Linked DNA regions of Ovis aries: regions 2 and 3 are each linked to region 1. A link is a contact called in public Hi-C data. All regions are on one chromosome and are shown on one strand. Each heading gives the region's core, a stretch centred on a gene start, on an enhancer-like site or on the middle of the called end of the contact. The rest is flanking DNA. Distances are from core to core; before and after follow the strand shown. Region 1 holds the start of NDUFAF8 (NADH:ubiquinone oxidoreductase complex assembly factor 8). Region 2 holds the start of NPLOC4 (NPL4 homolog, ubiquitin recognition factor). Region 3 holds the start of FAAP100 (FA core complex associated protein 100).

Evidence for each region. Hi-C and Micro-C count contacts between places; a contact is called where the count stands out from the background.
Region 2: a Hi-C map of hypothalamus shows a contact between it and region 1, with 4 times the contacts expected there. The contact joins the promoter of NPLOC4 here to the promoter of NDUFAF8 in region 1. A contact is called at or near these places in 3 of 16 Hi-C or Micro-C datasets (hypothalamus, muscle and tail adipose tissue).
Region 3: a contact with region 1 is called in a Hi-C map of liver, with 3 times the contacts expected there. The contact joins the promoter of FAAP100 here to the promoter of NDUFAF8 in region 1. A contact is called at or near these places in 5 of 16 Hi-C or Micro-C datasets (blood, hypothalamus, liver and 1 more).

The regions. Positions count from the first base shown.
Region 1 is chr11:50,976,208-50,979,210 of ARS-UI_Ramb_v3.0, forward strand. NDUFAF8 (NADH:ubiquinone oxidoreductase complex assembly factor 8) reads right to left here and starts at 1,624. Exons shown (of 4, transcript XM_042256761.1): 1 at 1,503-1,624; 2 at 1,230-1,340; 3 at 986-1,116. The coding sequence starts at 1,586. TEPSIN (TEPSIN adaptor related protein complex 4 accessory protein) reads left to right here and starts at 1,919. Exons shown (of 13, transcript XM_060394962.1): 1 at 1,919-1,994. The coding sequence starts at 1,947.
Region 2 is chr11:50,663,735-50,666,737 of ARS-UI_Ramb_v3.0, forward strand. NPLOC4 (NPL4 homolog, ubiquitin recognition factor) reads left to right here and starts at 1,512. Exons shown (of 17, transcript XM_015098918.3): 1 at 1,512-1,700. The coding sequence starts at 1,686.
Region 3 is chr11:50,719,602-50,722,604 of ARS-UI_Ramb_v3.0, forward strand. FAAP100 (FA core complex associated protein 100) reads left to right here and starts at 1,436. Exons shown (of 10, transcript XM_027974269.2): 1 at 1,436-1,683; 2 at 1,886-2,004; 3 at 2,488-3,003. The coding sequence starts at 1,519.

The DNA.
Region 1 (3,003 bases), core at 374-2,873:
GGTTAGACAAGTTAGACATGGTTTCAAAGTTAAGAAAACTACCATCCCAGAAGCCACCTCCTGGCAAACAAATGACAAAGAGCTTGGCCACGAGTGTGCAGCATGGGGCCAGGCTGGTTGGGGCACTGGGGAGCCTGGGGCTGGGCTCAACCTGCTCTGTGGCCTCTCCCACCCTGCCAGGCATTGTGCCACCAACGAGTCCCGTTTAGTCCTCCCCCTTCTATAAAGGAATCTCTAAGCCAGAGATGCTGAAACACAGGCTCCCCTCCTGCCTCCTCATGCACCCCCACAGAGCCTCAGGGTGCAGGCAGAGTAGACAAAATGGCTTGTGTCTTTAAATGAGAAACCCCCAGGTTCCCTGTTCTGAACTTCCAGTGCCTGGGGCCTGTGGTTAGGTTGCCCTCAATGGAAAACAGCAGGAGAGGCAGCCACACGCTCCCGGGGGCAAGACAACATGACAGGGGCAAAGAAGCGTAAGGAATCAGAGAGGATTCCTTCCAGAGAGGATTCACAGGATACCTGTGATCCTGACTAATAACCACAGGCGGTAGGGAAAAGCCTGGTTTGGCCAGGAGTGTGTGATCTTTATTTTACATGTGAATCCTTCCAACCACTGACCACAGGATGAAGGTTTGTACTTCCCGGAGGGAGTGCTCTGAGTAAAGCAAGGAAGCTGCCAAGAGCCAGGAAGCAAGTCCAAGCGACACGTGCATCTTGGATGAAACATGTCATATTGGAGATTGGTGACAAGGGCGAGCCGCATATCCCAGCCACAATGATTGCTAGGAAGGTGCAAGGGGTTCTTTGAGCCCTCTGGGAAATGAAGTATGGCCCATGCATTCTCCATCCTGGATCATAGAGATTCCTTGGATTCCCTAAATTCTAGTGAGCTGACCCAACTGTCCCCTGCCAGGTCCAGTACTCAGCACAAGCAGCTCTGGTGAACAGAACTGACTGTGGGCATCGTGGCCCACCCCAGACCCACCGAGTCGAGGGAACCCAGGACCTTGACATCTTGGGCACCAGCTCAAAACCTTGTGCTAGCCTCATTACAGGCAGCCTCCGTGGCGGCGGGGGTCGCGCCGGCTGGTGTGGGGCTGTGCCCCCGTGAAGCACCTGTTGGAGCCCAACATCGAACCCAGAAGAAAAGGAAGCCCGTTTCCCAAACAGGTAACGTGGGTCCCCGCCCCCTAGGGTCCCACCCCCGGGCGAGGCTGGCGTTCACTTACCGCAGCAGCGAAGCAGCTCCGCAAAGCCTCGAACTCCTGCGCGCACAGATCCTTCTTCAAGCAGCCGCCCGGGGCCGTGGACGCCTGCACGCACCTGCCGTAGGCCGCGGCCTGGGGGCGGACGGAGATGGGCGAGGGTCGCCACGGTCCCCGCGCCCGCTCATTACCCGGGCGGACCCCGCCGCCGCCGCTCCCGGGTCACCACTAGCCGCCCCCCGCCAACCTGCACCCCGCCTCGCGCGGCCCTTCCTGCCCCGCCTGACGACTCCGCACCTCGGCCCCACAGGCAGCTAGACACTCGGGAAAGGCGCGGAGGCGGCTTCGCACGCGACCCCACACAGCTCCGTTCCCCGACATGAGCGGCTCCTCCCGGCACCTGTGGGCGCCGCCATCTTAGGTCCGGCCTCTTCCGGCGCCCAACAGCTTAACCGGCAGGCACTTCCGCCCACAATCTTTCTTGCGCTTTGTCACTTGGTCAGGCTTAGCCCTCGCCTTAGCCTCTCCGGAACCGCTCTCAGTCTCCCAGAGCCCTGCAGTTGGCTCGTTGTCGGTCGCTGTCCTTGGACTTTGTATTGGTTCACGCGCAAACTGTTTCCCGAAGTCGGCCGCAAGGCCCTCCTCACTCGGGTAATTGGCCCGCGGGGTCAGGCTCACGCACTGATTGGCGGGGGCCCGGGCCTGGCGGAAGCGGGGCGGGGCCGGAAGGTGGCCGGCACCATGGCGGCCACGCCGCCGCTGCGGGACCGCCTGAGCTTTCTGCACCGGGTGAGTGAGTGCTGGCGGCCCTGGTCCCACCACGCGCCGCCTCCTGGCCTCACCCCCAGCCCAGGCCGACCGCCTCCCTGGCTGCGCACTGCCCCCGCGGGATCCCCGCGCCCCGTGCCCTCCGGATGCTGGCAGGCTTGGCGTCCCCTTCGTCCCCCTCCGTCCCCTCCCACCTCTCCTCTCGCCTCTTTCCCTGTTTTCCGGCCGCTTCAACATCCTAGAACACTCCTCATCTCAAATCCTACCCTTCGGCCCCTCCCGAGGCTGGGGGACCCCACAGCCTTGGGGGGCGGCAAGTCAGGCCATCCCTGTGTCAGGTCCACGGGGAAGAGTGACCCCCTTGAACAAAATCCCAAGTTTTTCTGTTTTCTTACCCAGCTTAAAGTAGCTTTACAGAAAAAGAAACAGTGATCCCCCGAACTCTGGCCGAGATAACCAGACGCTGATTCGAAGAGCGGCAGAAAACCTTTTATTAAGTGGTCCAGGCAGTGGGGGAAGCCCTGAATTCCAGTTCAAATTGTGCGGAGAGGACTGGGCGTTTTCAGGACAGGACAGAAGGGTGGAGTTCAAGTGAAAAATGGCAGGCGTTTGGGCGGTTTCGGTGGGATACGGCTGCTGTGCTGATAACTGGTGGTTACAGAAGCTAAGATCCCATCGTGCGGTAGGAACTGGGGGACAGACCCTGTCCCTCCTGGTGGTTACATTTCAAGGAGTGGCCTTCAGGTCCTTGAGAAAGACTCTCCTAAGTTGTAGGAGGTCTGGGTTCCCAATTGTAGAAAATGCTCCTGAAGTGAGCCTGAACCAGTCCAAAAGTCCAGGGTCAAGAAAAGGTCTGGAGTCTGTCACCAGAAATAGGCCAGAATGAACAGTGAATTCTGGCACTGTGAGCTTCCACAGGCAGGCGGCAGGGGTGAGGGGGGTGACGGGTTCACCCTCATGCTGCTGAAAGACAGGTCAGTTCTCTTTGAGCAGAGGTTTCGCTATGTGCCGAACATGCTATGGTCCTGCA
Region 2 (3,003 bases), core at 262-2,761, 310 kb before region 1:
AGGCTGACGTGCAGGAAAAGCGTTTCGGGCACATGTAGTACCTTAGGTGGGAACAAGCCTGGAAAGTCCGAAGAAGGATGGCTGTCTTCAAATTTTTCTCCGAGTGAGATGAGGAGATGACAGGTGTTGAGTAAGGTGCTTCCAATTTGACAAAAGAACTACTCAGGCTGCTGTGCTACGGGCAGAAGGTCAGGGATAGGATGGGAGCTGGAGGTCAGGCCCAGTGTAGCCAGACTGTGGCTCATCTCTTCCTCAGAGAGGACACGTCCGGCATCATCAATTACTGCATCAGGCTTCAAAGCAGGGCCTCCGGAAGATGGTTGTCACCTCTCTGGCTCCATCGCAGCCCTGTTCCAATATTGGGTAGCCTTTGGATGAAAGCGTAGTTACCACCACTGTTATGGGCTTAACTGTGTCCCCCTCCAAATTTCTATGTTGAAGTCCAAACCCCAGGGCCTTAGAATGAGACTTTGAAGGTAAGGCCTTTAAAGAGGTAATTAACTTAAAAAATCAGGCCATTAAGGCGGGCCTTCCTCTAATGTCCTTATAAGAAAAGCAAACTGGGACAAAGAGAGACTCCAGGGATGCACTTAATACAGAGGGAAGACACAGGACGAGGACGGCCATCTGCAAGCCAAGGAGGGTGGCCGCAGAAGAAACCAAGCCTGATTTCCGACTTCTGACCTCCAGAACTGTGAGAAAATAAGTTTAAGCCACTCAGTGTGTGGTATTTTGTCATGGCAGCCCCAGAAATATAACTACTAGTATAACTTTAAAACATTAATGTAATACCTTCACAGTCACACAATGGAGATTAAAAGGTAAGCGGTGTAGAGTAGAATAGCATGTCTGTCAATGCTTGGACGTGACCACACTAGGAGACATCACCACCAGGACACAGTTTTGTCCTTCTGTGTAAGGGATACAGTCAGTATGAGAAGCAAAAAGAGGCCATCCTGTACAAGAAGAGCAGGACAGGGTGAGAAAGCAGGATGCGTGTCAGCAGGATAAAAACCACAAACCTTGCCCCTTGATAGGAGCAACCCTATCAACTCTTCTGCCAATGTCTGTCCCGCCTCCAGCCCCCTCATGGCCACCGTGTTCTGCCCTCTGAACTAAATAAGCCTCAGTCTCCCCAAGGGTCTCCCTGATTCTCCACCTGCACGATTCTCCATTCAGTTTCTAGAAGAATCCTACAATGTTACACAGAGCATACGTCCTCCACTCTCACTTCCCCAGACTTCCCTAACACACTTAGAACAGAATTTCCGTGTGACCAGCAAGGCGCCCAATTCGAGCCCACCGATCTCTGTCGGTGGATGAGATGCGCTCTGATGGGTCCATCTGGGCTGCAGCGCAGCGTCTCTCCACCGCGTGGTCAGCTGGGGGCGCCCCTCCACGCAGAGCCCAGCGCGGGGCCGCCCTGCGCAGGCGCAGGCCGTTGGTGGGGCCGGAACCTGATTGCGGGGCCGGAACCTGGTTGCGCGGCCGCGCGGCCGGGGGAGCGCGTCGGGTGAGGCACAGGACGTCGCGGCGGTGGCGGCCGGGCGGCGAAGCTGGAGCGGCGGTGGCGGCGGCGGCGGGAGGCCGGGGCCGGGGCTGAGGCCGGGGTCGGGGCTGCGAGGCCCGTGGGGCGGCAGGCGGCGGCAGCCCGGGGCTCGAGCCCGGACACGGGAGCGGCCACCATGGCCGAGAGCATCGTGAGTGGGGCGGCCGGGCGGGAGGGCGCCGGGATGAGGCAGCATATTTGCCGGCGCGGCCTGCGGAGAGGCGCAGCGGCCCGCCCTCCTCCTCCTGGGCCGGCCAGCCGACTGGGCTCCCGACCTCCTCTCAGCACCTCCCGTCCCCGGATGGAGTGGGAGGCCGGGCGGTCTGAGGGTGTGGGCTGTGCCGGCCGCTCTGTTCCTGGTCGCGGGGTCTCGCCAGGCGCGCCTAGAAGAGGGGCTCCTGGTTGCCGGGGGCTACGACCCCTCCTCGCCTCCTATCCGTCTTTCCTGCCTCCTGCCGTCGCCCCAGTGACTGCCTTGTCACAGGTCACTAAAAGAGCATTTTCTACAAATGGGGGCCCCTCTCCCCGCTAGAGGAAGCTGCGAAGAAGGGAGACGGTGGACTGGCGGATGGCAAGGAGACCTTGACAGCTACCTGTCTGTAAAGGGATGTTAAAAGATCTCATTTTGTACCCAAAGTTAGATATTAACACACGTGCCCTTAAAGTTGTTTTTTTTTTTTTAAGTGAAAATCAGAAAAAAACTGGCCATCCCTTAACTTGAGAAAAGTTCCTCTCAGAAGTCAGTGTAGCCGGAAAAAACTCAACAGACCAGCTGGACAGAAGAATTTTTTGGTTAACTTTAAGGACCACTTGGAATTTCCTGGGGGAAGCAAAGACAGTTTGGGGTGACAAGTCATGTTCAGAACTTGGCCTTGGGAGGGCCTCGAACAGTTTTGCCAGGTGTTGGGAATAGCACGCATTCTCTCTGGATGGTCAGGTCTGCAGGAACCTCCAGCTCTGGGACTTTCAGACTTTTCCTCTAGTGAGTCCTAACTCTGCTCTCTATTCAGGGGCCCTGGCTCCTTCTCCGTGTTTCCCAGCCTAGAGATGAGCAGAGGGAATAAATGGCCCAAGAGAAATGAGCAACTAACTCGTTTTAAAATAAGACTTCTCACCAATTGTTGGTAACTCATCCTAGAAATAGGTTAAGAGTTAGCACTCAAATATGCTTCCAAACTTTCTCTTTACTGTAGTATTTTTAACTGAATTGAAATACCTGTGGATAAGTGAGTTTCAGAGAAAGCCACTTTTGTATCTATGTATAAGGCAAAGCTCTAGTTGATAGCATGGATCTCTTGCTGAATTTCTCACATTGTGAGGAATTGAAACAGATCATTCTGAAATTTATTTCAAAAGTTTGTTTACTTATTTAGAAGAAGTCTTCTAAAAATTTTTGTGGAAAAAATTGATTTTTATCTCACTAATTCTTTGACTCCCCCAAGAAGTATTCTGGG
Region 3 (3,003 bases), core at 186-2,685, 260 kb before region 1:
GGAGTGGGGCAGAGCAGTGACCAACTTCACAGTGCCTGGCCAGTCAGGGCTGAAGCAGAAGCAGGGTGGTGAGGCCTGACTGGCTTAGCCCATCTCCTTGCAGTCCACTTGCCCATATGGTCATTTTCTCTGGGACAATCTCAGTATAGTTCCCTTGGTGTTGGAAGTCTGGGAGGATCAGAGTAGAAATTGGTATGGGCATGTCACCCACAAAGATTGGTGGTCATAACACAAGCCAAGAACAGGTTGCACTTGGGGGCAGGGTGAGGGGGGTAGAGGAGGAATTCAGAGTCGTGTGTCTTGAGAGGAGTCCTCACTTCTAATTCCAAAAGCCAAGTGGGAGCTGGTCTTAGGGCAAAGGACAGACTGCATATGGTGCGCTCATGCTGGGTCCAACCCAGAAGCACAGTGGCTTTCCACTGCCCTAGGGGTTGAGCACCAACCTCAACAAGGGGGATTAGAACTTGTGCCACTGGTTTCTTGTTTCAGTAGGTAAATCAGCATTGGTGAGGTCAGCTTAACTCAAGCCCAGAAAACACTTGGCTGCTGGGCCCCTTCAACTTGGCCTGTCTGGCCACACCACCGCAGATGCCTCTTTCATTCATAGATGTTTGGCCTTGAGAGGAGTGTAACTGACCTATCTGCAGGCATCTTTCAGTGTCACTCTGATCTCGGTCTCTATTCAGAGAACTCTTGGGCCATCTGATCAGACCCTTCCCCAAAGCCATGGAGGATAGAGTTAGGGAGAAGAGGTGTCTTGCCCTGTCTTCACCCTGACCACCAGGATGACTGCTGGTGAGCTGTACCCGCCCCCCTTACCAAGGCCTAACCAGTGATTTTCTTTATGGTCTTCTGCCCTCAACCCAGAATTCCTCTGGCTTACCCCTTTTCCCCACTGTCCAGTCAAACCAACACATCCAAGAGACCCGTCTGTCCATGTTAGGTTCAGAGGCGGCAGTGTCCCGGGGACGGGGTAGGCGTGGCTGTGGCTCAGTAGCTCAGAGGGAAGAGACCCCGGCTGCGAAAGTGTCAAGACCTGGCGCTGCCCGCCCCCTTCACAGGCCCAGCCCCCAAACGCTAGACAGTCGCTTTAGGAGCGGAAGAGACTGTCCGCTCGGAAGAGACGTGCTCTGAGGGGTCGCCGCCCTGGGGGAGCCCGTGTACTAGCCCGGGTTCGAGAGCCTGCCCGGCCCTTCGACTTCGGGCGGGCCCAGTGGAGCCCCCGAGTGGCGAGGAGTGGAGAGGCCAGGCCCTTGTGCTTCCCGCGTTTGGCTTTAAACACGTTGGCCCTTTGCCATACAGCTCTGTGTGCGCTAGCTTCATCCGGGCGGCGTGAGGACTCGGCTCCCGCTGACACGCCCCCGAAACTCGGCGCTCAGCGGCCCCGCCCCCGGCCCCGCCGTACGGCGGAGGCCGCGCTACGACCTAGGCGGCCGTAAAGCGCAGGGCCCCGCCCCCCGGCTCCCGCGCCGCGAGGCCGAGCCCCCGCCAGTGGCCGGGCTCCAGGGCGATCCCACGATGGCCGACCCCAGGCCGCGGGTCGAATACCTGGCGGGCTTCTGCTGCCCGCTCGGGGGCCTGGCGGCGGGCAAGCCTCGCGTGCTGTGCCACGGGGCGGAGATCTTCCTGTCCACTGGGAGAGAGCTGGTCTATGTCTACGACCGGGAAGGGCGGCTGCTGATCGTGAGCACCGGGCACACCGGGGAGGGGCTGGGACTGGGGGCCTAGGGGATGGGGGGCTGGGGCGGGAGGGATCCGGGGTCCTGGAGGGGCCAGGGTCGGGCGTGGATGTTCGAGCGGCCGGCGCATTTGAGGAGTTTGTCCTCTGCTTCACCTGAGCCCCCACGCCCCTGACCCAGCACTGTCCTTCTCCCCGGTCGTCCAGGCTGTGTACAAGTTTCCCGGTCAGGTGTGGCACCTGGAGCTCCTGGCCCTTCACAAGGTGCTCTATGTCCTGTGCGCCCAGAGCGGCATCTATTGCTTGTCTTTGGACCAGACGACCAGGTGAGGCTTGGTCGCTGGCGGGAACTGCTTTGGGTTGGGCCCACACTGCCCTCTCCCAGGTTGAGGCTGACATACCCTTAGATGGGCTTGTCACTGTTTCTGAGTGGTAGTACTTCCCTGTCATCCTCAAACACTGCCCCGGTGACCTATATGGTCTGGTCACCTCTGGACTGGGTTCAGAATGAGCACTCACCACAGGTGAGGACTCAGGGGCCTGACAGTTCTGCATTGTTGAGAATTTTCTGTCCAAACCCCATTTCTGGAAGCCTTGATGCATGCTGTTATGCATGTGTCCCTGGGTGACCGGGGTGGGGGAGAGCATTCCCTGGAGCAAGTGGGAGGCACTGTGGCATGCCAGCTGCTCCCTGGTGGCAGCCTCTGAGATCGCTCCCTGTGCAGACCCCACACCCGTCATGTCAGTGGCAGGCTGTCCTGCAGGGAGCCTGTGAGCACTGTAACCGACAGTTCCCTGGGTTCTACAAGGTCTGTGAGCCGAGACAAGGAGGATGGCGGGGACGACCAGGACAGTGACGATGGGCAGGTCGGTGAGCCCCCTGTCCCTGTGATCCACGTGGACCCAGAGTCCTGTGTGCTCCCGGATGCCTCGCTGCATGCCTTCACCGTCCTTGATGATGCACTCATCACCTTGGCGCTGGGCCCCACCCAGTGGAAGATGCAGCTGTTTGAGCGTCCCTCTCCAGGGGAGGACCCCAGGCCCAGAGGCCAGATTGGTGAGGTGGACTTGTCCACCTGCACCCCCCCAGCTGAGAGCCAGGGGGCGTCCGCAGCCCCCTGCTTCCTCCCAGTGCTGTGCTGTGCATCACCGCCTGGCTCCAGGACCCCACTTGGCCACTCATGGAGCTCTGAGGGGGTCATGCTGGAGGGGGCCCTCTTTGGGCTACTCTTTGGAGCTGATGCCGCCCTCCTGGAGTCACCTGTGGTCCTCTGTGGGCTCCCCGATGGCCAGCTCTGCTGTGTGATCATCAAGACCCTGGTCAC